2 separate regions of the Mus musculus genome follow, and region 2 is linked to region 1. Evidence: chromatin contacts called from public promoter capture Hi-C data. All regions are on one chromosome and are shown on one strand. Each heading gives the region's core, a stretch centred on a gene start, on an enhancer-like site or on the middle of the called end of the contact. The rest is flanking DNA. Distances are from core to core; before and after follow the strand shown. Region 1 holds the start of Ms4a6d (membrane-spanning 4-domains, subfamily A, member 6D). Region 2 holds the start of Oosp2 (oocyte secreted protein 2).

Evidence for each region. Promoter capture Hi-C pulls out the DNA fragments that hold promoters and counts their contacts.
Region 2: a contact with region 1 is called in a promoter capture Hi-C map of macrophages, with 5 read pairs. The contact joins the promoter of Oosp2 here to the promoter of Ms4a6d in region 1. A contact is called at or near these places in 1 of 39 promoter capture datasets (macrophages), 1 of 115 datasets of contacts at active chromatin or transcription factors (the HPC-7 cell line) and 1 of 9 other capture datasets (adipose tissue).

Annotation. Positions count from the first base shown.
Region 1 is chr19:11,600,856-11,607,609 of GRCm38.p6, reverse strand. Ms4a6d (membrane-spanning 4-domains, subfamily A, member 6D) reads left to right here and starts at 2,806. Exons shown (of 7, transcript NM_026835.2): 1 at 2,806-2,936; 2 at 4,302-4,464; 3 at 5,646-5,780. The coding sequence starts at 4,318. It also overlaps the pseudogene Gm24599.
Region 2 is chr19:11,654,682-11,662,010 of GRCm38.p6, reverse strand. It overlaps Oosp2 (oocyte secreted protein 2), which reads left to right and starts at 1,452. Exons shown (of 4, transcript NM_001037634.3): 1 at 1,452-1,559. The coding sequence starts at 1,484.

The sequences.
Region 1 (6,754 bases), core at 1,557-4,056:
TCTGAGTGAAGTGGCTAGTAAGCCCCAGAGCTGCTCACTAACCTTATGACCCCTGGATCCAGAGGGACAGGCACAAGTCATAGCCAATAATAAAATAATAGTTTCTGGTGTGTCACTTGTGTGTCAGCAGGTGGCAGAGAGGAAAGAGGCTAGGTCTATACTAGGTCTACACTAGGTCTGCACTCAGTGTTCTGAGCTTTGAACATCTGAATGATTAGTAGCCTAACATTCCTTGAAAAAAGTGAGCCTGAAATGATCACCAGTCTGATGCCAGGCAGGACTGGATGGGTTCCCAGGGTGGAGAGCACGACAGAGACTAGAAGGACCCCACATGGGACTGTACACCCTGGGAAAGAGTAAGCCTGTGATAGAAGAAGGAATAACTGGGAGGTAGGGGTCAAGGAGTGTGCCTAAGATGACCACAAGACTGGTGTCATGGGGCTTGGACATGCATCCAGCCTGAAATGATCATCAGTTGGATGCCCCACACGTGTGATCCTGTAGACCGTGACCGAGATGATTCCTGTCTGGTTCCATAGTGCATAACTGAGGCTTGGCATTCCTGAGACCACTCCTGAGATGCTCAGGTGCTCAGAGACCCCTGGCACCACCAAAAGGAGCAAGCAAGTGGAGGAGAAATTGAAGAGAAAGAGAAACAGAAGGGTGTGGGCACAATGGAGAGAAGCAGAGCTGGAGACTCCAGGGTAGTGAGGAACAGCCAGATGTGAGTGCCAGTGATGCCACTTGGGACCATGGTGGGGTCCTGGCCTGTGCAGCTGCCATGGACCACATCTGGGTCTGAGGCCCTACAGCAGCAGAAGTCTGTCACGAGTGAAGGCTAAGCAGATGTCTCTGGTCTGGGCTGCTGATTGGGGACATCTTGATATCTGAGGTCTCATCTGAGCATCTTGAGAGAGTTGGCTCTGGTGGGCTAAGAGCAGGAAAGCTGACTTCGCCCCTAGCCAGCTCAAGTTCTCAAAAGAGTAGGGCCCACACTTGAGGAGTTGCAGGTGAGCAGCCTTCAAGGATAGGAGCATAGGAGTCTCCCTTGTGTGGCAGGAACAAGGAAGAGACAGCCTCCTCCTACCTCTCCCCTCACCACCTTTGGCAGGTAGAAGACCTGGCCCTGGGATCATGAGAGCTGGAGAGCTAGACTTACCCCCACCCCCAGATGCAGCACTTAGGGTGAGACCTGCACCTCACCTGGTCAGCACAGTAGAGCTGACCCGGATGTGGGGTCTGCCAGTGAGTGGGCCCCAAGGGTGTAAACATGTCTGCAACTAGCTTGCCATGAGACAGAGTGGGTGATGGAGAGATACCTTCTCCCTCCCTCTTCCTTTGCCATCTATGGCAGGTGGGAGAGCTGGCCCCAGGGTTCTGAGAGTGTGAGAAGTGGTCCTGTCCCTCACTGGCATTTGCCAGTGAGCTGCACCAAGGGCCTGAGAGCTTGTGATCTGACAAGCTCATAAACTTCTCAGGCCCAGGTTCAGGGCTTTGAATTGACCCACCCCAATATCTACCTCATCGATGAACAGCTGGAGTGTATGAAGGGAGTGGTCCTATAGATCCAAAGCTATAAGATCTCCATGACACAGGGCAACAGGATATCTGAGAGGAGTCCCAGTGAGGTTTCAGTATTGATAGAATAGCAGAAGTCAGAGGTCTCATACCAGACCAAGAATCATTGCAACAGATATTTTCAAGCAAATAAATTTAGACAAAAGGGAATACTGTGGGATACACTGTGACACACTACAGCTTCCACAATGAGATTTTTTTTTCTTTGCTGGGGGGAGATGGCAAGGGTGGAGGACAGGTACCAGAGGAGGGGGAGGTAAGTGGGGCTGTGGTACATGATGTGAAATTTGCAAAGAATCAATAAAAGAAAAAAAAACAGTGCCCATGAGACCATTGGGTATTCATGTCTATTTTTGCCCCCCCTTTTTTGATTGGAAGTGTTTCCTGGTAACTGTCTAACTACCAAAGAAAAACTTAGTTGTATTCTAATAGTGATCTAGATTTTTGAGCTTTGCAGAAATCATTAAATATTTTGTTAAGTTCATTGATTAAAGCCTTTATAAATGTAGCATATTATTTATTTACCTGTAGATTTTAGTTTTTAACCCCATGCATGATCCCTCTAGCATGGAGTAGTTACAGAGCTGAGAAAAGCTACTCTGACTGACATTCTACTTAACACCACAAGATCACTGGCCTTGGGGAATATGACGTCTAACTCTGTTCATCTTCCTTGTTCCATCTCTGCCACAACTTTCATGACTCATAAGTTTGGGAAGAACGGAAGTTTTTGCTTGGTTTTGTGATACTCATATCATTGTGGGCCAAGATGGAATGTGCAGAACTCCACTGACACTAAGTCAGGATCTGAAGGCAATGCTATCCTTCGCAGACGCAAACCAGCTCGGAAGAAGAACACCTTTGTCAGTTTTCATAACAACTTGGTTCACTCTGTCCATTGGCACCCAATAGACACGTAAGCATAATGCACACTGAGGATCAGATCAGAAATTAGGGTCTCTGAGATGCTCAGCAGGTTCAGCTCTGCCACTGAATGTGTATTCTAGATCTAGGATAATTAGAGAGACACAAAATTCAAACCAGTGATAAAAATGTCAGTGCTGTCATGATGATATTTTATGGGAAGGAAAAGTAACCTACAAGTCTCCCAGAACTGGTCCAATTAGTCATTTTCCTGGTTACTGGAAGTCTATGAAAAAGGAAGTAAAGGCACATTCACATGTCCAGACTGTAAGCGCCACTTCCTGTGCAGTGAGCACAGAAGAAGGAAGGGCTGGGACAGTTAGAACTTCACAAGAAGGAACCAAGGATCAGACTGAGAAAACCCATAGTTAAAGCTCTTGGGGTTTCTGAGAGCTCAGCTGGAAGTGACTGGGTGACAAGGCGCACAGGCTCAGGTAGGCAACCCTGAAGAGAAATTCCTTTGTACAGCACTCTATTTCTGGGACTGCACTGTAAGAGATTGCTGGTGCTTATGGAAGCAATAGAGACACTGGGACACTTCAGAACTAAATGGGCAAACGGAATGGGTATTGGGTTTATATCGGTCCTGGCTGGTTTTAGTTCCATGATCTTGGTGGTCACTGTCCTAAGGTCATGTAATTAACAAAAGCAGAGCTCTTGTACCTGCAAAGGCTTTTAAGCCATTCACTAATTAGGCAGTCTAAGGTCTGAGAGTGGAACAGAAAAGAGAGGCAAACTGAGCTCAGAAACCAATTCCACAGGCAACTTGGTTCTTCCTAACAAGGGCACAGTTCTAATCTTGAACCTCAGGTTACAACTCCAGGGCTTCTCACTCTGCATTCAGGTGCTTCTCCACACTGAGGAGACTTAGACACAGGCTGCCGCAGGCAGGTGGGAAAATAGGGTGAGGAACCAGAGACAGAGACAGCTGGGATCCAGCACCCAACTGTGTGTAGGCAACTGGTTAATAACAAAAACTTTAAATATCTATTTAGCATCAAGCCTATGTCATTATAAAATCATGTGTTATTTTCACACATGAATCAAAATTTACCTCTGAAATTCTTTTTTGATTATGACATTACTAACAAATAGAATTACTGTGAGGGTTCTAAACTATGATGAAATATGCTGGAAATAACACTATGAGACAAACAATGAACAAATAGCTCTCAGTAGTTTGAGTAGTAGCATAAATTGGAAAAGATTGAAGATCAAATTTTAATTATATCTCAAGACTGGTAGAACAACCTGAGGATAAAACTCATCAGAATAAGGGACAGTGCACTCAAACATGATAGCAACTAGGAAATTAATGCTACATTTTGAAAGTCTTTTTATTATAGCTCTTTGTGTGTATATGTGTGTATGCATGCAGGTGAATGTGTGTTAAGGCAAATCTGCAGGTCACAGACAGCTTGCAATGAATCTCTCCTGCTACATGGGTCCAGCAGATCGAACTCAGACCTTCAGGCTTGAAGTCAAATGCCTTTATTTGCTGAGTCATTTCAACAGTTCCAATCTACAAGTTTTATGTAAACATTTGGCTCTGTTCACTGGGATCAGTGGGAGTTGTCATGTTATGTATATATTCATTGTCTAAAAACAACCCTCTATCTCAAGCAGAAAAAAAAAATCCTTCTGAATCTAAGGTTTGGGATTTTACATTTTCTTTAGTCTTCTAGTTTCTTCCCTTGGAGGATAAGTCAAGAATGCAGTAAGGTACTCACCTACAGATTTGAGAGTGGGAAGATGGGTGTGCAGTTCTTTGTAAGAGCTAAGTCCATTTTCTCTTCCAGCCGTGGAAGCTCCATCATGATTCCACAAGTAGTGACCAGTGAGACTGTCACAGTGATTTCACCAAATGGAATCAGCTTTCCCCAAACAGACAAACCCCAGCCTTCCCACCAGAGCCAAGACAGCCTGAAGAAACATCTAAAGGCTGAGATCAAAGTGATGGCGGTAAATTCCACACAGAACACCCTGGGGTGGTTGGAGGGCAGAGGGAGAGGCTCTATGTATTAGGACCAGAGATAAATTTAGGGGTGGGAAGCCTTAAGTTTTGACAGAGTGATCACAGAGTGGTCTGTAGACTGGTGGAAGCCCCTTGGAATGCTGCTTACATCTCTAAGACTTTCCACAAACTGGCAAGTATTTACCCTGTTTTAACATGCTTGCGCTGTAATTCAATGACCTTATTCCAGCAGCCATTGAGATTTTGTTCTTTTTTATCATTATTATTTTTGGATAGTACTTGCTAAGTATTTTATTTATGAAAACATTTGTAGCTACATTCTATGTGCTCATTGAGTACAGAACATCCTTCTCCTCTTTAGTGAGAAGAGATGATAAAAAAAAAAAAAAGACCATTGGTTCATTTCTCTGTGCTCCTCCAGGACATACTAACAAGACTTTTAGGTACAGGGAGATGAGAAAGAACATATATTTTGTGCTATGAGGAAAGATGAAGGTGTTTTGTCAGTGTTGTTTCTACGAAACACACTGCATGGGCCTCTGTGTTACTCAGTCCCAAAACTTAATGGAACTGATGGTCTTAGCTTAGACATACATTTAATTCTCTGGATTTCTTTGAAGCTCATGTAACAAAACATTTATAAATTTGCTTAATCAAAATTACAACTGTTGTGAGTCTTGAGGTAAAGAAGGGCATCAGGAAGATAAAATTTCCCTTTTAATATAGAGGCAAGGGATTACCAGACCGGACACCGGGACTGAAGGTGCTGTGGAGCAGGGCAGAGAGGCTAGTCCTATGTGGTGTTCTGTGGGATCTGCATGATGTGTGGAGAGGTTTCCACATTCCAGTTCTCAGTGAGTGGGCTTTCAGATACCTCTTCATCCCACAAGAGGGAGCAGGAGACTTCCTAACTATGCACTGAAGTTCAGCCCCAGCCAGAAGATGCCAGAAGGGGTCATGAGCATGACAGAAATAATTGAAGGTGACTCAACATTCTAGCAGAACTACATCTCCACCAGAATGAGCTTTCCTCTCTCACTGCAGAACTTGTACAGTGTCTGTGTGCTCACTGGGATGTTGTAGATGACAATGCCTAGGCACCATGGGAAAAGTGGAGAGGTCCTTCTTGTCATTGCTGCTTTAATCACCATCTCCCTTCTCTCAACAGGCAATCCAGATCATGTGTGCTGTGATGGTGTTGGCTCTGGGAATCATTTTGGCATCTGTTCCCTCCAATCTACACTTTACCTCAGTGTTTTCCATCCTGTTAGAATCTGGCTACCCATTTGTAGGAGCTTTGTTTGTAAGTAGGACTTCTGTGGGGAATAAGATGGCAAGGCTACAGAAGGGGGTTTTTAACCCAGCTGCATTTCTGTATACTGTGAAAAAGAGGTCAATGGTAGACTTTGTTCTTCTGTCTGTTATCAGAGAAGGTCTTAGTGTGGAAGGGCAGTTATGTCATCTTGAAGGTATTTTCATGTAGCTCAAATAAATATTTCTTGTCAATATTACACTTTCATGACATCTCTTGAGCTCATGAGTTTAGTGGCTTCCTGGCTTTAGGGAAAAGTCTAGGAAGTGGCACCCAAATGATCTAGAACTTCCTGTATCGTGCAAGGTCATACAGTGGACTGCACTGCGGAAAGGAACACTTTCGTTTTTAGGATCTGACATTGTTGGAGGCATTCAGGGTGATAGACTGGATATTCCTCTGAGCCTGCTTCATGTTTGGGGTAAGGAGGTAATGAAGGTCCTTTTCTCAGAGGATGGCTCTCCTGTAGACTGATGTGGATGAATTTCACTCAGAATTGAGTTTTTGGGTCACCGTGGCTTCCTATCTGATCATTACAGCTCAGTAACAGGTTTTTTTCCCTCCTACGTTTCTCCCTTTGATTCATCCACAGATCAACCTTTTCTTCTGTTGTGTCAATGATTTCTGCTTTAGTCAGGCCAATACATTGACTTCATCCATTGTCCATGAATATTCTTCTTTTGTCCCAGGGTCTATTCTAGAACCCTTAGTCGTTGTCCCTTCTTGGTTTTCTCCTGACTTCCTCATCTAAACCTCTTATGTTTTCCTTATGGTGACTTTACTTGATGACTTTGATAGTCGTTGGCCAACATTTTGTGGACTGTTTGCAGATCTAATTGAGGCCAGGATAATGAATGAATAGGTGATGAGAGAGGGGAGGTGCCATTCTGTCAGATCTTGTGAAAGATTCATGCTGTCAACACCATTTTACTGCTGAAGTAACCCTTTGCATGGAGTTGTGGTGT
Region 2 (7,329 bases), core at 203-2,702, 56 kb before region 1:
CCCAAAAAATGATCCAATATATATTACAGCCACATGCTCCACTATGTTCATAGCAGCTTATTTATAACAGCCAGAAGCTGGACATAACCCAGATGTCCCTCAACAGTAGAATGGATAAAGAAAATTTGGTACATTTACACACTGGAGTACAACTCAGCTATTAAAAACAATGAATTCATAAAATTCTTAGGCAAATGGATAGTGAGTGAGGTACCAAATCACAAGAGAACACACATGGTATGCACTCACTGATAAGCAGATATTAGCCCCAAAGCTTGGAATACCCAAGGTACAGTTCACAGACCACATGAAGCTCAAGAAGAAAGAAGACCACAGTGTGGATGTTTCAGTCCTTCTTAGAAGAGGGAACAGAATTCTCATGGGAGCAAATATGGAGATCAAGTGTGGAGCAGAGACTGAAGGAAAGGCCATCCAGAGAGTACCCTACCTGGGGATCGAGGCCATATCCAGTCACCAGTCGCAGACAGTATTGCGAATGCCAAAAAGTGAGTGCTGACAGGAGCTGTCTCCTGAGAGGCTCTGCCACAGCCTAGCAAATACAGAGGTGGATGCTCTCAGCTAACCATTGGACTGAGCATGGTATCCCCAATGGAGGAGTTGGAGAAAGGACTGAATAATCTGAAGGGATTTGCGACCCATAGAAAGAACAACAATACCAACCAACCAGACCCCTCCCCCCCACCAGAGCTCCCAGGGACTAAACTACCAAGAAGGAACCCATGGCTCCAGCTGCATATGTAGCATAGGATGACCCTGTCAGGCATCAATGGGCGAAGAGGCCCTTGGTCTTGTTAAGGCTCTATGCCCCAGTGTAGGGGAAAGGCAGGGCAGGGAGGTAGGAGTGGGTTGGTGGGTGAGGGAGCACCCTCATAGAAGCAGGGGCAGGGACGAGCCAGGAAAGGGGATAACATTTGAACTGTAAACAAAGAAAATATCCAATAAAAAAAAACCCTATTTCCAACAACATAATGGTTAGTGTCAATATTGTAATTGGAGGCATTTAGATGACCTTAACAATCCATTGCAAATAGTTATCAATTGAAACATTTAAAAATTTTTAAATTTCTTCTTTGAAAAATCCATACACTATACAGTGTATTTTTATAATATTTACTCCTGGCTCTAGCCCTCTAATTTTCTAATTTCCTTAGCTCTAGCCCTCTTTCCATCCCCACCCCCAAACTTCTGTCTTCTTTTTGTGATACTTTATCGAATCTAATTTGTGCGGCATAGTGGTGGGACCATCCACTAGAGCATGATCCACTTATGTATGCTTCTTTGAGATTTGTGGAGTAAATAATCTGGAAAACCTGAGTTTTAAGTAGTTAGCACATCACCTCTACAGCCTACTTCAACAAGAAAAATGAAGGCAGCTGAGCACGGGCTGCCATACAAAATCACTTAAATCAGCCATGTCTGTTCCTTTTTGTTTCTAAGTGGTGCTGTTCGGGAAGTCTGCCGGATGGGGGTCTCTATGGCTTTAGAGGTCCTGGTTTATCTTGCTGTCTTGGTTTGGACTTGTGCTTGGGACATTGACGGTAAGTGAGCACTTGGAGATACTTCCTAGAAAGGGTAATGATTGATTGCTTGCCATGCAGGTTCCTATGAAGGATACTTCCTTGATAAAGCAGTGTGGAGTGATTGCTTTCAATGCAGGTCTTTTTACTCCCTACAGAGCTGTGATGTTGCTATAAATTTTCTGGAATACAAATACTTTCGGGTAAAGCAGACTTGCAAATTTACATGTTTCCTCTTTTTGCCTAATGTCTACGTTCTCAGACATCCTCTCTTCCTATGCTTTGGTATTTTCTGTATAATGTATCTCATTTACAGAAGTATTCCATGGCTCTGCATCTAAGTCTGCCTTTTCAAATCTACTGCCAATTATCTGTACTTTGATAGTTTGAAATTAGTGCCACTGTATCTCTGAAACTGACCTTCCTATGTCTAGAATCTCCATATTTCTTCTTCATGATATTGCTTTCTGTTCTTTTAATAGTATTGCCCTAGCTGGTTGTGATGATACACGCCTATATAATTCTAGTACTCGTGAAGGTGAAGCTAGTGAATCAGGAGTTCAAAGTCAGCTTTGGCTGTATAGCAATTTTGAGGCTAGCCTGGGCTGCAGAAACACACACACACACACACACACACACACACACACACACACACACACACACACAAACGTACTGCTCTGCCAGTCACTCATATCAGATGGTGATGGTCCTAAGAAGCCATGAAGACCAACATAAAGCAAGTCTGTCGTGTTTAAAGGTTCATTTTTAAAGGTTCATCTTTCCCCCATCTCACCTAGAATCAAGATCCTCCTAGTTTTAACATCTGACTAAATGCTAGCTTTTCCAAGGCAGAATTCCTGTGTTGTTATTATTATTTACAAAGTTGGCTTGTCTATTGCTATTGTTAGAAGTGGAGTTTCCTGTAGAACTGAAATACAGGTTTCTTATCTGTCTGTTTGGCTTGGAGACCTTGTAGGAGTGAGGACCATATTCGGGTTCTGGTATCCTTTCACTTTACAATGAGGTCTTTAGGCTAGTGCAGCAGTTAATGGCTGAAATAGACAGCACATGCAGAGGAAGTGGTAACTAGCAGATTCCAGCTTCCTGGAACAGATTGAGCAAGGTATCTGTGCCCTGGTCCTAATTACTGTTTGGGGTCAGGAAGAATTGCTTAAGTTGATGATTCAACAGCTATGTGTGGTTCTCAGTAATTTTTCAGATGTTGGAGGAACCACCATAAAGTGTCCAACTGACTGAAATGTGGTGATAGGAGGCGGGAGTAGAGCTTAAAAGAATGGACTTTCAGTATGCCTAGGTCCAGTTACTTTTTAAAAACCAGTTTTAATCTTAGGTGTTGATATATATATTTCTTTCTTTTAAGGAAGCTCTTCCCGATTCTCCTATTTAGGGCATAGAATAACATTTTAAGCACACAAAGACATAGATGTAAAACACCTGCCTTCCTCCCCCAAACTTACCTTGTCTTCTTAATGATGACTTATCTCCAAAGACCAAAAACTCATAGGCCCCACTGATTTTTGGAGGTTGCAGTAGCCTCATACTCATTGACCGCATATATTTTCCATTATGGGAAGTTCCTCCCAATGCATCCATTAAAAGTAACTTTCGTGGTTGGCTTCCTGGAGATCTCCATGTATAGGCTAAGAGTAAGTTTTACCTGAGGGTGAATTTCCCAGCACTGTAAAGCTGTGAGGAGGTTGCGTTTTCTCTCTTCAGACTCCTTTCTCTCATGGCTGAGTTCCTCTGGAGCATATTTTCTCTTCATCTCCTCACAAAGGTTGTGGGGATAAAGTATTCCCTTTCACACACTCCTGAATATAGCACCTTTTGTACAATTTCAGTTCTTCAGAAGGAAAGAAATCATAGGTGATTTTATTTTTTCATCCTTGATGTTGCTGGGTTTCACCTGTGAAATATCAGATATCTATCTATGTATGTGGGAATAACTAAGCAGATGTATTTTGAAAATAATGATAATCTCCAAATCCTTCATAGGCTCTTTTTTTTGTGGCAGAATATGACTTAAAAATAATTTATTGTATAAATTATCTATTTTTGGTGTTTTACATTTTTTTTGCTTTTTTTGAGTGGATATTTTATTTATTTACATTTCAAATGTTATCCCCTTTCCCAGTTTTCCCTCCAGAAGGCCCCTATCCCATCGTCCCTTCCCCTTCTTGTATGAGGGTGTTAGCCCAACCACCCACCTCCCTCCCCCTGCTTGTATGACAGTGGTACCCCACCCATCCACCCACTTCCACCTCCCTGCCCTGGCATTCTCCTATACTGGGGCATCGATTCTTCCCAGGACAAAAGACCTCTATTCCAATTATGTCCAACAAGACCATCCTCTGCTACATATGCAGCTGGAGCCATGGGTCCCTCCATGTGAACTCTTGGGTTGGTGATTTTGTCTCTTCAGATCCTTCAGTCCTTTAACTCCTCCATTGTGGACCCCTTGCTCAGTCCAATGGTTGGCTTAGAGCATCCACCTCTGTCTTTGTCAGGTTCGTCAGCCTCTCGGGAGACAGCTATATCAGGCTCCTGTAAGCAAGCACTTCTTGGCATCTGGATTAGTGTTTGGGTTTGGTGACTGTATATGGTATGGATCCCCAAGTGGGGTAGTCTCTGGATGGTCTTTCCTTCAGTCTCTGCTCCACACTTTGTCTCTGTAACTCCTCCCTTGAGTATTATGTTCCCCCTTCTAATAAGGACTGAAGCATCCACACTTTGGTCTTCCTTCTTCTTGAGCTTCATGTGGTCTGTGAATTGTATCTTGGGTATTCCAAGCTTTTGGCCTAATATCCACTTATCAGTGAGTGCATACAATGTGTGTTCTTTAGCGACTGGGTTACCTCACGCAGGATGATATTTTCTAATTCCAACCATTGGCCTAAGAATTTCATGAATTCATTGTTTTTAATAGCTGAGTTGTACTCAATTATGTAAATGTACCACATTTTCTTTATCCATTCCTCTGTTGAAGGACATCTGGGTTGTTTCCAGCTTCTAGCTATTATAAATAAGCTGATAGTGGAGCATGTGTCCTTGTTATATGTTGGAGCATCTTTTGGGTATATGTCCAGAAGTGGTGTAGCGGGGTCCTCAGGCACTACTATTTTCTGAGGAACTGCCACAGTGGTTGTACCATCTTGTAATTCCACCAACAATGGAGGGGTGTTCCTCTTTCTCCACATCCTTGCCAGCATCTGCTGTCACCTGAGACTTTGATCTTAGCCATTCTAACTGTTGTGAGGTGGAATCTCAGGGTTCTTTTGATTTGCATTTCCTGATGGCTAAAGATGTTGAACATTTCTCTAGGTGCTTCTTGGCCATTGTATTTTTCAGTTGAGAATTCTTTGTTTAGCTCTGTACCCCATTTTTAATAGGGTTATTTGGTTCTCTGGAGTCTAACTTCTTGAGTTCTTTGTATATATCAGATATTAGCCCTCTACTGGATGTAGGGTTGGTAAAGATATTTTCCCAATACGTTGGTTGCTGTTTTGTTTTATTGACAGTGTCCTTTACCTTATTGAAGCTTTGTAGTTTTATGAGGTCCCATTTGTTTATACTTGATCTTAGAGCATAAGCTATTTGTGTTCTGTTCAGGAAAATTTCCCCTGTGTCCATGTGCTTGAGGCTCTTCTCCACTTTCTTTTCTATTAGTTTCAGTGTATCTGGTTTGAGGTCCTTGATCCCCTTATACTTGAGCTTTTTACAAGGAGATAAGAATGGATTAATTTGCATTCTTCTAAATGCTGACCTCCAGTTGAACCAACACCATTAGTGGCAATGCTGTCCTTTTTCCACTGGATGGTTTTAGCTTTTTGTCAAAGATCAAGAGACCATAGTTGTGTGGGTTCATTCTGGGTCTTCAATTCTATTCCATTGATCATCTAGCCTGTCACTGTACCAACAGCATGCAGTTTTTGTTTGTTTGTTTATTTTTTATCACTATTGCTCCGTAGTACAGCTTGAGGTCAGAGATGGCAGGGATGGTGATTCCCCCAGAAGTTCTTTCATTGTTGAGAATATTTTTCGCTATCCTGAGTTTTTTGTTATTCCACTTGAATTTGCAAATTGCTCTTTGTAACTCTATGAAGAATTGAGTTGGAATTTTGATGGGGATTGTATTGAATCTGTAGATTGCTTTCAGCAAGATGGCCATTTTTACTATATTAATCCTGCCAATCCTTGAGCATGGTGATCTTTCCATTTATGAGGTCTTTGATTTATTTCTTCTGAGACTTGAAGTTGTTGTCATACAGATCTTTCACTTTTTTGGTTAAACACTAAGGTATTTTATATTATTTGTGACTATTTTGAAGGGTGTCATTTCCCGAATTTCTTTCTCAGAAATTCATTTATCCTTTGAGTAGAGGAAGGATACCAATGTGTTGGACTTGATTGATCCAGCCACTTCTTTTCTGAGGTTATTTATCAAGTTTAGGAGTTCTCTGGTGGAATTTTTGGGGTCACTTAAGTATACTGCCATATCATCTGCAAATAATAATATTTTGACTTCTTCCTTTCCAATTTGTATCCTTTTGACCTCCTTTTGTTGTCTTATTGCTCTGGATAGAACTTTGGGTACTATAGTGAATAGTTTGGGGGAGAGTGGGCAGCCTTGTTTAGTCCCTGATTTTAGTGGGATTGCTTCAAGTTTCTTTCCATTTAGTTGGATGTTGGCTACTGGTTTGCTGTATATTGCTTTTACTATGTTTAGTTATGGGCTTTGGATTCCTGATATCTCCAAGACTTTTACCTTGATGTGGTGTAGAATGTTGTCAAATGCTTTTTCAGCATCTAGTGAGATTCTCATGTGTTTTTCCCCCTTTGAGTTTCTTTACATAGTGGATTACGTTGATGGATTTTCATATATTGAACCATACCTGTATCCCTGGGATGAAGCCTACTTGATTTTGATGTGTTCTTGGATTTGGTTTTCAAGAATTTTATTGAATATTTTAGCATCGATATTCATAAGTGTGAAGTTCTCTTTCTTTTTTGGCTCTTTGTGTGATTTAGGTATGCTCATACTTGTGGCTTAATAGAATGAATTGGGTAGTGTTCCTTCTGTTTCTATTTTGTGGAATAGTTTGAAGAGTGTTGGTATTAGGTCTTCTTTGAAAGTCTGATAGAACTTTGCTCTAAACGCATTTTTTTTTTTTTTTTTTGGTTGGGAGACATTTAATGAGGTTATGGGACTATTTACATGCATTTTTCTGGATATAATTTAACTTTAGTATTTGGCATCTGTCTATGAAATTGTCCATTTCATACAGATTTTCCAGTTGTGTTGAGTATAGGCTTTTGTAGTAGGATCTGATGATGTTTTGGATTTCCTGGGTTTCTGTCTTCCTTTTTATATCTGGTTTTGTTAATTTGAACACTTTCTCTGTGTCCTCTGTTTAGTTTGGCTAAGGGTTTATCTATCTTGTTGATTTTCCCAAATAATTAGCCCCTGGTTTGTTAATTCTTTTTATAGTTCATTTTGTTTCTACTTGGTTGATTTCAGTCCTGAGTTTGATTATTTCCTACCGTCTGCTCCTCTTGGGTGTATTTGCTTCTTTTTGTTCTAGAGCTTTCAGATGTGCTATTAAGCTGCTAGTGTATGCTCTCTCCAGTTTCTTTTTGGAGGCACTTAGAGCTATGAGTTTTTCTCTTAGGACTGCTTTCATTGTGTCTCATAAGTTTGGGTATGTTGTGGCTTCATTTTCATTAATTCTAAAAGTCTTTAATTTCTTTCTTTATTTCTTCCTTGACCAGG